Regions from separate parts of the Sus scrofa genome. Here all the other regions are linked to region 1. A link is a contact called in public Hi-C and HiChIP or PLAC-seq data. All regions are on one chromosome and are shown on one strand. Each heading gives the region's core, a stretch centred on a gene start, on an enhancer-like site or on the middle of the called end of the contact. The rest is flanking DNA. Distances are from core to core; before and after follow the strand shown. Region 1 holds the start of BSDC1 (BSD domain-containing protein 1). Region 2 has its middle 29 kb from the start of ZBTB8A. Region 3 holds the start of MARCKSL1 (MARCKS-related protein).

Evidence for each region. Hi-C and Micro-C count contacts between places; a contact is called where the count stands out from the background. HiChIP or PLAC-seq counts read pairs in DNA pulled down with a chosen protein or histone mark.
Region 2: a Hi-C map of liver shows a contact between it and region 1, with 2.0 times the contacts expected there. The contact joins the enhancer-like site here to the promoter of BSDC1 in region 1. A contact is called at or near these places in 1 of 5 promoter capture datasets (liver) and 18 of 47 Hi-C or Micro-C datasets (adipose tissue, embryonic fibroblasts, epiblast stem cells and 8 more).
Region 3: a contact with region 1 is called in an H3K27ac HiChIP or PLAC-seq map of alveolar macrophages. The contact joins the promoter of MARCKSL1 here to the promoter of BSDC1 in region 1. A contact is called at or near these places in 2 of 47 Hi-C or Micro-C datasets (both in skeletal muscle) and 2 of 2 datasets of contacts at active chromatin or transcription factors (alveolar macrophages and skeletal muscle).

The regions. Positions count from the first base shown.
Region 1 is chr6:88,837,497-88,841,539 of Sscrofa11.1, forward strand. BSDC1 (BSD domain-containing protein 1) reads right to left here and starts at 1,712. Exons shown (of 12, transcript XM_005665183.3): 1 at 1,355-1,712; 2 at 988-1,048.
Region 2 is chr6:88,890,908-88,894,950 of Sscrofa11.1, forward strand. No RefSeq gene overlaps it. Among named protein-coding and RNA genes, the nearest start is that of ZBTB8A, 29 kb to the right of the region's middle. Within about 2 kb of position 2,189, at least 43 of the 83 cell types and tissues checked have an H3K27ac peak or open chromatin away from gene starts, as enhancers often do. A contact at or near this core is called in adipose tissue, epiblast stem cells, liver and 3 more, where this site is marked.
Region 3 is chr6:88,786,110-88,790,152 of Sscrofa11.1, forward strand. MARCKSL1 (MARCKS-related protein) reads right to left here and starts at 1,663. Exons shown (of 4, transcript XM_003356281.4): 1 at 1,373-1,663; 2 at 945-974; 3 at 430-577; 4 at 1-427. The coding sequence starts at 1,459. The coding sequence ends at 66.

The DNA of each region.
Region 1 (4,043 bases), core at 462-2,961:
GATAGAGAAGTAGAAAATTAAATCTTTTCTTTCCAAATGGGGAACTGTCAAAGGCAGAAACAACACCGACTCCCCTAAATTCAAATAAGAAAACAAAGATGGAAGGCTAGTTAACTACTAATTTTTGTGAGTCATGATAAGACCAACCTTGAGAGTCACACACAAGAGGCCCTCATACCACATTCGCTAAATGAATGTCAGACTCCTTCCAGCAGATTGCTCAACAAGAAGCAAGCTACTTTGGGGTCTCTTCCATTACGCCTCAGATTGAAATTCTCTGAGTCTTCATCAACAACATAAACACCTCAGGCATTCTTAGATTTGCTGGGCTGTAGGAGGGAAGCCTCCTGGAGTCAGCCTTGAAGCAGGACTCACCCCAGTTGCTTGAGGTAAATAGTAATTAACTTTTTCCAGAATTCAGTTGGGTTGGTTTTGACAAACTAGCATGGAATGAAACAGGAATGCACAGGGCACTGTCCACTGGCAAAGCCAAGTCTCACTCATCCCACAGGGATTGCTGTCTCCCCACTGGACTGAGTTTTGGGAGACCCAGGACTGCATCTGTTTGGCTAACATCGGTATCCTCAGGACCTGTCAGAGAGTGCTGGCTGTGGCATAGACTCTTAATATTTGAATGAATATAAGAGTAAGCTTCTATTTCTAGAATCCTTTTTCTTCAAGGTCTAGATCAAATGTTCTCTCTTCTACGAAGCTGTGTACTTTCCAAGCAAAAATAAATAGTTCCTTCCCATGGGTTTCCACGACACGGTCGCTCCAGCCTCTAAGACTGTCTTTATTTCACGGTAGTTAGACACTGGTCTGAGTCGGGCTGTGTTCTCCCTTAGACCAACAGGAGCTAAAAGTAGGGCCTCAGTCGGTTTCATCCCAGAGGCTTGGCGGCCACACAGGTCAGGCGGGGTGGCTCGGACCAGGTTGCAGTGAGGCGGCGCGGGGCCCTACCCTAGAAAGGGCGCTGGCCCGGCTTACCTTCTCCTTGACTGCCTGGTAGCTCTGCTGCAGCCAGCTCCGCCACCATCCCACGTCCTCCCTGTGGAAGACAGACACATCTGGCGGCCCCGCGGTGCGACTTTCGCCCGCGCAAAAATCGGGTCTCAGCTTCCCCCTCAGATGTGGCCCGCGGACCGAGGCTTCGAAAGCCGCTTCCCCACCCCCTCACTCTGCGACTCCCCGCCTTTTCAGCTCCGTCCACGCCCACGCTGGCCTCCAGCTCCCCGCGGGGACCCTGGCCCAGCACCCCAACCCTGGGAGAATTCAGGGCCCAACGCCCGAGAACTAGATGACGGGCTCACCCTTCCGCCATCTTGCCCGCATGACATCATCACTATTTACTGACCTTTGACTTCCGACACGGCACCGCCCCCTCAAGCACCGCCCCGGAGAGCGGGGCCCAATCCTCAGGCCGACACCGCCCTCAGCCCAATCTCCGCCCCGCTCCTTCACTAGGCTCCGCCTCTTTAAGCTGCCTCTAGTCTCCGTCCAGAGTTCGGACTTAAACTCCGCTCGGTCCAATCCTCACCCATTTTCGTCTTCAGGCCCCTCCCCCTCACTGTTAGCCCCACCCCACCAACCTAGAACCTTTATCGATATCAGCGGACATGCGATACGGTGGCCGCTTTGGACCAAGATCAGCCCTCTGGCTGTGGGCTTAGAGAGCTGGGAGTAGAGGAATAAAGGGAGCGAGCCTGGCCGCTGCTCGAATGTCCGTAGGCCCTAAGCTCAAGGCTAGGACCGCCCCCCTTTATGAAACCAGCAGCGTAGCAGCTGCCTGGGGCTCTTTGGGCTAATTCAGCAACCGCAGTTTGCGGAGCTCTGGGCCAGGGCTTGGAGGTGTTTGGAGGAAAATTCAGAAGTGACTTCGATGCAGCCTCGGGAGACGGTCTCAGGATATTGGGGAGACACACATTTAGTTACCTCAGTTCTTGGCGACTTAACTCAGAATAGCGTGAGCTGGATGGGATCTGGAGAAATCCGGAGACAGTCTGGAGGAAGGGGATTGAGTGTGTAGTGGGGTGTGTGTGTGTGTGTGTGTGTGAGCTGGAGACACTTTCCAGAGCAGGCTTCCACTGCCCATGCTGCCTCATTTGCTTGCCTGCACCTGCATCCTCATACTTTGTACTGGATCCCATTACCTCTTGTCTGAAGGCGTAGCTTTAGTAATTATTTTCCCCCATTGCGTTCTCTTTCCCCTCTTTACCGGATTATTTGTGTCATCATGTATACTTTTATTATCCCCATCGTAAGCAAACAAAAACTTGACCCTCATCATTTCCCTGTTCCCCTTTGCAACAAACTCCTCCATTCTCTCTTTTTTCTTTTTTCACTCGTACTTGCCGCATATGGATGTTCTTGGGCCAGGGATCAAATCCAAGCCACTGCTGCGACCTATGCCACAGCTGCGGCAGTGTGGATCCTTAACCCAGTGCACCCGGCATTGAACCTGAATCTCCAAAGCCACCGCAGCTGCTGCCGTCAGGACCTTAACCCACTGAGCCACAGTGGGAACGCCTCCATTCTCTCTTGAGCTCACTTCAGTGAGGTTTCTACCTCTCCACTGTACTTTAAATCACTTTTGCTAGGGTGCCAAGGGCAATGACCAATTTTCAGCTCTTTATAGTATCTTATTTAATGCAACTGATCTCTTTCCTTTTATGTTCATTTTCTTCACGTGGCTTCCAGGACATCATGACCTCCTGACTTTCCTTCTACCTCACAGGCATCTCCTCAAGGTTCTTCGCTGTTTTCTTTTCTTTCCTTTTTTTTTTTTTTTTTTTTTTTTTTTTGGTCTTTTTGCCTTTTCTATGGCTGCACCCGCGACATATGGAGGTTCCCAGGCTAGAGTCGAATCAGAGCTGTAGCCACCGCCCTACGCCAGAGCCACAGCAATGCAGGATCCGAGCTGCGTCTGTGACCCACCACAGCTCACCGGCAACGCCAGATCCTTAACGCACTGAGTGGCCAGGGATCATACCCGAAACCTCCCGGTTCCTAGTTGGATTTGTTAACCACTGAGCCACAATGGGAACTCCTCCTTTCCTTCTTTAAGACTCACACCCACAGCATATGGAAGTTTCCAGGCTAGGGGTTGAATTGGAACTACAGTGCTGGCCACAGCAACACCAGATCTGAGCCACTTCTGCAACCTACACCACAGCTCATGGCAATGCTGGATCCTTAACCCACTGAGTGAGGCCAGGGAGCAAACCTGCATCCTATGGATCTGCTGCACCACTACCGGAACTCCATTTTCTCATCCATTTCTTGTTGCTAGAATATCCTTAAGGCTCAGTCCTTGACCCTCTCCTTTTCAATGTCTGCAGTCATTCCTCAGGTAATGTTATCAAGTCTCATGACTTTAAATGCCACTGGTGTCTCTCCAGTTTTCTCTCTAACTCACACATCTCTGAAACCTAGATCACTATCTCTTTTTGGATGTATAATGGACCTATTAAACTTAACATGTCCCCAAACTCCTGTTGTATCCATTTAACTTCCTGCACACTTCCCCAAAGCTATAAATGGCAACTTTATCCCTCCAGTTGCTCAAACCAAAAAGCCTCGAGACTTTAATTCCTTACTTCTTTCGTATTCCAAAGCTAATTCCTCAGCACATCTAGTTGGCACAACATAAAAAACAAACAACAGACTCCAGATGTTTCTCACCACCTTCACTGTTACTATGCAGGTCCAGGCCATCATCATCTCTCACTTGGATAACTCGTATCTCTGTGTCCACTTTTGCTTTCCATTAGTCTAGTCTTAATTCATCCTAAAAGTAATCTTTTTTTAAAAAAAACACAGGATAGTGGGAATATAAAATCATGCAGCTGCTATGGAAAACAATATGGTGACTTGTCAAAAAATTAAACATACAGAATTCCCACTGTGGCACAGAAGTAATGAACATGACTAGTATTCATGAAGATGTGGGTTCGATCTCTTCCTCGCTCAGTGGGTTAAGGATCTGGCATTGCTGGGAGCTGTGGTGTAGGCTGGTAGTTGCAGCTTTGATTCCACCCCTAGCC
Region 2 (4,043 bases), core at 939-3,438, 54 kb after region 1:
GAGGATGCAGGTTTGATCCCTGGCCTCACTCAGTTGGTTAAGGATCCTGTGTTGCTGTGAGCTGTAGTGTAGGTTGCAGACTAGGCTTGTATCCCAAGTTGCCATGCTGTGGCTGTGGCTGGCAGCTATGGTTTTGATTTGACCTGGGAGCTTCCACATGTCCACATGCTTCAGGCGCAGCCCTAAAAAGACCAAAAAAAAAAAAAAGAGAGAGAGAGAGAATGGTTCCTGGAGTTCCTGTCATGGCTCAGCAGAAACAAAGCTGACTAGCATCCATGAAGACGCAGTTTCAATCCCTGGCCTTGGTCAGTGGGTTAAGGATCCAGTGTTCCTGTGAGCTATGGTGTAGCTTACAGACGTGGCTCAGATCCTGTGTTGCTGTGGCTGTGGTGTAGACCAGCAGCTACAGCTCTGATTCAACCCCTAGCCTGGGAACTTCCATATGCCACGAGCACCGCCATGAAAATACCAAAAAAAAAAAAAAAAAAAAAAAAAGATAATGGTTCTCAAAGTTTGGCTCTAGGACCAGCAACAATAGCACCATCCCCGGGGGATTCTGATGCAAAGTAAAGTTTGAGAACAGTTTTAAGAGATTTGTTTCAAGATTAAAATGGGTGACTTTTTTGAGTTCCCCGTGTGGCTCAGCAGTAACGAACCCAACTGGGATCCATGAGGACTCAGGTTCGATCCCTGGCCTCACTCAGTGGGTTAAGGATCCAGCGTTGCCATGAGCTGTGGCGTAGGTCCCAAACACAGCTTGGATCCAGCGTTGCTGTGGCTGTGGTGTAGGCTAGCAGCCTGATATGACCCCTAGCCTGGGAACTTGCATATGCCATGGGTGTGGCCCTAAAAAGACATAAAATAAAATGAAATAAAATAGGTGACTTTTTGAGCATCCTAGGAGAGGAAGTCAACAGATCACCTAGAATTAGAAAGTCAAGGCTGAGGCTGTTACTGTCCTTGTTTATGCTTCTTGTCCACCTCTCCGTGCCTGTGTGAGGTTCCTCATTCATTCTCAGGCTAGCTTTCTTCTGCACATTTATCAGTTCTAAATGACTGCTCCAGCCCCTACCTGTCCTTCAGTTAAAATCCTCCAAAGGGAGTTCTGGTTGTGGTGCAGTGGTTAACAAATCCGACTAGGAACCACGAGGTTGAGGGTCTGGTCCCTGGCCTTGCTCAGTGGGTTAAAGATCCGGCGTTGCTGTGAGCTGTGGTGTAGGTTGCAGACGCGGCTCGGATCCCGAGTGGCTGTGGCTGTGGCTGTGGTGTAGGCCGGCGGCTACAGCTCCGATTAGACCCTTAGCCTGGGAACCTCCATAAGCTGCAGGAGCAGCCCAAGAAAAGGCAAAAAGACAAAAAAAAAAAAAAAAAAAAAAAAGTTCTGGAGTTTTCTTGCAAGTTCAGGCTCCCTCATTGTCACTGCAGTGGCTGGGGTCACTGCTGTGGCCCAAGTTCCATCCCTGGCCCTGGAACTTTCAGATGCCACTGGCACAGCCAAAAAAAAAGAAAAGAAAAGTCATGAAGTTCTTTCTGAGGGGGGAGGGGGCCGAGCCCAGGACATAGAGAAATTCCCAGGGAAGGGATTGAACCCACCACTCAGCTGCCACGCAAGTCATAGCAGTGCCAAGGCAGGATCCTTAACCCACTGTGCCATCAGGAAACTCCAGGAACAAAGTTACCTGTTACAACATGGATAAATCTTGAAAATAGTGCACTAGGTGAGAGAAACCAGTCACAAACGACATCTACTGTATAATCTCATGTATGTAAAATACTCAGAACAGGCAAATCCACAGAGACAAGAAGCAGATAAGTGGTTGCCAGTAGCTGGGCAGGGAGGAGGGAATGGCTACAAATGGGGGCAGGTTTCCCTTTGAGGTGATGAAAAAGTTTTGCAACTAGATGGTGGTGATGGTTGCACAACGCTATGAATGTACTTACTGCTACTGAATTGTGCTTTAAAATGATACCTTTTAAATACACTTTACAATTTAAAAAACCATCTAGTTATTGTTTCTGGGACTCTCGTAGGTATTCACCGGAGGGTGGCGGGGCATCAGGGTTGCCTGGGAAAGGCCCAGGAGCATCTCTGGGGGCGGGGGCGGGGGACCTGCCCAGCGGGATGGGCCTGGGCTTGGCGCCCCGAGATGTCCCCGGTCCAGACAGGGCAGGAGGCGCCGAGGCGAGCGGGCGCCATTTGCAGTCTCGGGCGCAGCCGCGGCGGCGCGAGGGTTCCGAGGGGCTGGAGACGGTCACAAAGGAGGCCCGGGCAGCTGGCGCCGAGGACCTGGCCTCGGGGCGGCGGCGGGCGCGCTGGCTCCCAGACTGCACGGCCGCCCGGCCCAGTCCGCCTGCGAACCCGGGAGGGGTTGCGGGACAATGGCCCTGCCGTCTCTGCCCGCCCAGCGGCCCCTGCCGAGCGCCGCGCCCGCCAGGCGGCGGCGACGAAAGGCGAGAAGGTGCGCGGAGCCTCCTGGTGGCGGCGAGAAGGCGGCTCGGAAAATGTGCCCGGCGTGTCTGGAGGCGTGGGGCTGCGCAGACTCTGGGCATTGGCTGTGCGGATGGCGTGGCAAGGGGGCCAGGCCAGCTAAATTGTTGGATCTCCCGCTGTTTGGTTTGGTGGGTGTCACCTTGACTAGATTCAGACTATTCGTTTTGGCAGGACTGTCACAGAAGTGATGCTTCCTTCTCAAAGCATCATCACGTCAAGTGCCCCACACTGTCAGCTTGTCAGTTTATCTCATTACTGATGATGTTCACGTGGATCCTTGATTAAAAACGTCTGCCAGGCTTCGCCACTGTAAAGGTACATTTTTTCCATTTGTAAAGTATTACATAGGGAGGTACTTTGAAACTACATAAATCACCCATTTCTCATCACACCTTTAAAATTTTATTCATTAATTTTTTCCTTCCAGTTTTATTCGGATATAATTTACATACAGCAGTGTATGAGTACAGCATAATGATTTGACCTACATCATAAAATGATTATCACAATACGTTTAATGAGCATCCATCATCTCACACAGATATAAAATTAAAGAAACAGAAAAAATATTTTTCTTTGTGATAAGAACTCTTACCATTTAATGTTAACAACTTTCATATATAGCTCACAGCAGTGTTAGTTTTATTTTTCACGTTGTATATTACATCTCTAGTACTTTAATAACTGAAAGTTTGTTTTGGCTGCCTTCATTCAATTCTCCCCCCACCCCTCAAACTCTCCCCTCCTGCCTCTGATAACCACAAATCTGATATCTTTTCCTATGAGTTTGTTTGTCTTTGGAAGTTTAATTAACCTACAATACTATGCTATTTCCTTTTATACAACATAGTTGTTGGATATTTCTGTACATTTCAAAATGAATGCCGTAAGTCTAGTTATGATCTGTCACCACACAAAAACATTACGTAATTATTAACTATATTCCCCACACTGTACCTTCCATATCTGTGACATTTATTTTGCATCTGGAAATTTGTACCTCTTTTTATTTTATTTTATTTATTTATTTTAGGGTCACACCCATGGCATATGGCGGTTCCCAGGCTAGGGGTCGAATCGGAGCTGTAGCTGCCAGCCTACATCACAGCCACAGTAATGCAACCTACACCACAGCTCACGGCAACGCCAGATCTCTAACTCACTGAGTGAGACCAGGGATCGAATTCTCGACCCCTTGGATGCTAGTTGGGTTCATTAACCACTGAGCCACAACAGGAACTCCTGTACAACTTAAATTTTTTTTTTTTTTTTTAATTTTTGGCCATGCCCATGCCACAGTATTGACCTGAGCCACTGTAGTGACAGTGCTGGATCCTTAACCTGCCATGTGATAAGAGAACTCCAGAAGTTTGTACCTCTTAATCTCCCTCACCTATTGATTTATTAAGTCATATGGTTGCATGGTTTCCTGTTTTATTCATTAGGCTATAATCTATTGCTATCATCTATTCTAATGTTCAAACTGTCCCAGATTTGGCCAGTATCAAGCCAACTTTTGTACCCATTTGATATGTTCCTATCATTATTTGAA
Region 3 (4,043 bases), core at 413-2,912, 51 kb before region 1:
GCAGTGACCTCACAAGGACAGCACAGTTTTTGCAGCTTAGAGGTCACCCACCTGCCCCCACCCAGCTACTCATTCTGCTCGCTGGCTGGTGTAGGGCCACTCTCCGGCCCCAAGGGAGTGGATGGCTCTGTGGCCTGGGGCCCTGCCTCTTCTTCTGTGTCTCCGCCCTTGGAGGCAGCACCAGCCTCTGCCCCTTTGGCCTGGGGCTCCTGGCTCTCAGGGGTGGCAACAGCCTTCCCTTCCTGGGCAGTGCCTTCCTCGCTGCAGGCACCGATCTCCCCCTGCTCTTGCTCTTCCTCTGTGGGCGAGGAGGCAGACGAATCGCCCCCACCCTCCTTCCGATTTCTCTTGAAGGACAGGCCACTCAATTTGAAAGGCTTCTTGAAAGAGAATTTCTTCTTCTTCTTGGGGGTCTCCTTGGGGGGGCCTCCCCCTTGGCCTCAGCCCCCTGGCCAGGGGGTGCTGGCTCGATGGCATCGCCAGTGGCCCCGGCTGCCTCCTCTGTTTCGTTCACGGGGGGCGACTCCCCTTCACCTTTGGGGGATAAGTCTCCATTGCTTTTCACGTGGCCGTTCTCCTGCAAGGCAGAGGAGACAGCAGTGAGGGCCGGGGCTCTGACTCCCCTCCCCCAGCCCGCCCCTGACCTCTCGCAGACAACGGGGTCCCGACTCACTGCGCCGCACCCCCGGAGCCGGCATCCCGTCAAGCCTCCCCCTCCTGCCCCGCACCGGCGCGGCCGGCAGGAGGCGCTGGGGTCCCGGGCGCCCCCTCCCCCGGGGCGCGCTCTCTATTCGGCGCTAGAGCCGCCCGCGGCCGCGGATCCCGGGCGGGCGAGGGAGCCGAGCGGCCGACACTGGGCGGGAAGCCGCCCCGGGGCGCTGTTCGCCGCACCTGGACCGCCTGTTTTCCCTGCCTCTTGCTTTGTGTAAACGGCCCCCACCCACCTCAGGCTCTCCCCACGCCGCGGCTCCTCCCTAAAAAAAAAAAAAAAAAAAAAGGCCGTGGGCTATTGAGGTCGGGTCTGCGGGGGGAGTGCCCTCCCCTCCTGGCGCCCGCCCCGCGGTCCCCGGGTGCCCCCTTGGCGCGGCCCAGCAGCGCCTTTGTTCCCCGTGCGGCCCTCGGGGCGGCCGGGGGCAGCGCCGGGGGCCGGGGCCGCGAACAAAGAAGGCGGCGGGGCCCGGCCGGCGCCCCCTCCCCGCCCCTCCCCTCGCTTCGCCCGCGGGGGCTGCGGCGCCGAGAACAAAGGGACCGGGCGGGGGAGGGGGCGCCGCGTGTCCCGGGCCGGACAAAGCGCGCGGCCCCGGCCCGGGGCCCTAGAGGGGGCGAGGTGTGAGAGGAGGGGGCCGGGTCGGGCCGGGCCGAACGCACCCACCTGTCCGTTAACCTTAGCGGGGGAAGCGCCTGCTGCCTCCTCGGTGGTCACGTCGCCCCGGGGAGCCTTGGAGCTCTGGCTGCCCATGGTGGGGGTTCTGCTGGGGGGCGCCCGGAGCCACCCCGGGCTCGCGCCGCAGGGGATAGTTCGGTCGGGTGGGCCTGGCCGGCGGAGGGGTGGGGCTCACGCCTGAGGGGGAGGGGTGTCGGGGGGAAACCGACTGCACCCCCGCTCCGTGCCCGACCCGCTGGCTGCGCCCGCCGCCTCTCTGCTCCGCGCCAGAATGCCGCCCGCCGCCCGCCGAGCCGCCCATATATACGCGCCCGGAGCTCGGGGCGGGGCCGGACATTTAAATGAGCGCCCAATCGAGGGGCGGAGGCGGGCTCAGGTCGCTGGCCCCACTTGCGCAGTGGGAGACGCTGGCGGTCTGGGCCCCCCCAGCCCACACGGCTGCCGGGGCAGGTGGGGTCCAGGGTGGGAAGGAGAGGGGGGGCGCCTCCGCGAGCCGCGCGGAGAAGGGCTCCTAGAGGAAAGAGGAGAAGGCAGTCATCCTCTCCTCTCACCGCCCACCTCTCAGGGTGGACACCCCAGCTTCTGGAGTGGCCCCTATAGCCTTGGTTGGGCACTGGCAGCCCAGTCAGTGTCCTCGTAGAACTCTGCGAAAGACTCACATGCCCAGACTCGTTAGCCGGCTGGTCCCGAGTTATGCTCCAGAGAATGTGATCGTGGAAGCCGCAGGGCCAGGGCTGGGTCCTGCACCCCCTCAGGCCGGGAGACCAGTACGAGGTCCCGCCCAGGTTCCTGCCTGCCGGCCCCGGGCAGCCTGGAAAGTCTGACCCGCTGCAGGGTCGCTCTGATCAGACTGGTGAGGGCTGTCCCTCATTCCTTTTCTCAGTCCTCTGGTGGCCAGTCACACCGAACCCCCACAGACAAGCTCACCCTTGGCCCTTCCTGCCCTCAGCCTGGATCTATGTCAAAGTCCTGTCTGGGGTGGTCTTGTGACCTTGAGGGGCATCTCCATCCCGGTTGGAAAGCTGAGGAGCCTGAGGCTCACAGATGAGGACATAACCTGTCTGACTCTGACACTCTCCCTTGTCATGGGCTCCCCTGCATCAGAGACCCTCCCCAAGCTGGCAGAAGAAGCCCAGGAAGGGATTCAACAAACCTTAAATCATGCCAGTTCCTGAGGCCTTGAATGGCCCCTTGAGGACAGCCTCCAAGCTACCAGGCCAGCCTTCGGCCCTGCCTGAGTGACAGAGCCAGGAGTCAGGGGCCAGGTAGAGGTGGCTGGAGACGCTCCAGCTGGAATCTCCTGCCACTCCCCCAGAGCAGACCAGGGGGAACCCCAGAGTCCTGGCTGGCTGGGATGTGTGTGTGTCCGTCCCCAAGAGGAAGGGGATGGGGGCTGAAGGAAGCAAAGTTGCAAAGGCAGAGCTCAGCACGTCCCTCCTTCACTCCCTCCTTCCTACAAATAAGGCCTCCTGGGAGGGCTGAGGTTATGAGGTGTGGAGACACCTCAGGGCCTAAGAAATCAGGAACGCCCACAGGTCCGACCACAGAGGAGGTGGCTTCTACATTCAGCACTCACTCTTGTAGCCTCCATCCCTGCCCCCACTCCAAGGCTACACTTGGCTTCATTAGTGCCCCCCCCCCCCATTTTACAGACTAGGACAGAGGTTCAGAAAGGGAAACTGACATGCCCAAGGGCACACAGCAGATACCTGTAGCTGCGGGTAACAGAGTTTGGAGAGACCTACAAAAAGGGGCTGGGAACTATAAGGAAAGCCTTGGAAGAATTCTCTGTTGAGACCTGGGGCTGCCTGGTCAGAATGGGAGGCAAGAAGAGTTAGCTTTGGGGACAGGAAAGGGCACCATGGCCCACTGCAGCTCACTGACAGGACAGTGACTTCTCCACCCACTGCCACTAAGGGATGGACATCGTGACCTGCCTCTCTGTCTCAGCCACAATAGGGAACCCACAATGCTGCCAGGCACTGCCCGCACCAGCTGGCAGGGCTTGGATGGAGGGTGTGTGTCCTGGAGGGGCTGGAGTCAGAGGTTAAGAGCAGGTCCCAAGGCTCCCTATTTCCAGGAGCTGCCCCGTGGGATGACAGGCAAATCACAGAGACGGTCCCGGGAGGAGAGCATCAGGGCTAAAGGACCCTGAGTCCCCAGAGCCTCAAGGGAGTCTGGTGCACAGGGGAGCCTCTGCACCCCCCACCAGACATCAGAGGAGGCTGGGGAGGGGGCACCTGGGAGCTGAATCCCTCAGCAAATCTAAGTCCTAGCTGAATCTGGCTTCTGGAGGAGGGAAGAGGCTTCGGATGCTGCAGGGGCGAGTGGGGGGTGGTACAGCAGCCCCCACGGCCTCCTTGGTCCACACTGCAGCTCCTTCCTCCCCAGCTGCTGCCAGACCAGACAATGCGCCCATTGTTCTGTATCTCCAGGGGCCTGTGTGCAACTGTGTGTGTCTGTTTCTTTCTGTGTGTGACTGTGTATTGCTCTGTATCTGTCTGTGTGAGAGAGAGACTTTGTGACTGGGTTTGTGTGTGTGTGTGAGACCAGGTGTATACTTTTGTGGTTGTGCGAGTCTGCATCTGTATTTAGGATGAGAGAGCGAGAGAGGCCTGGTGACTCTTGGTGACTCTCTGAGACTTTCTGGGCGTGGGCC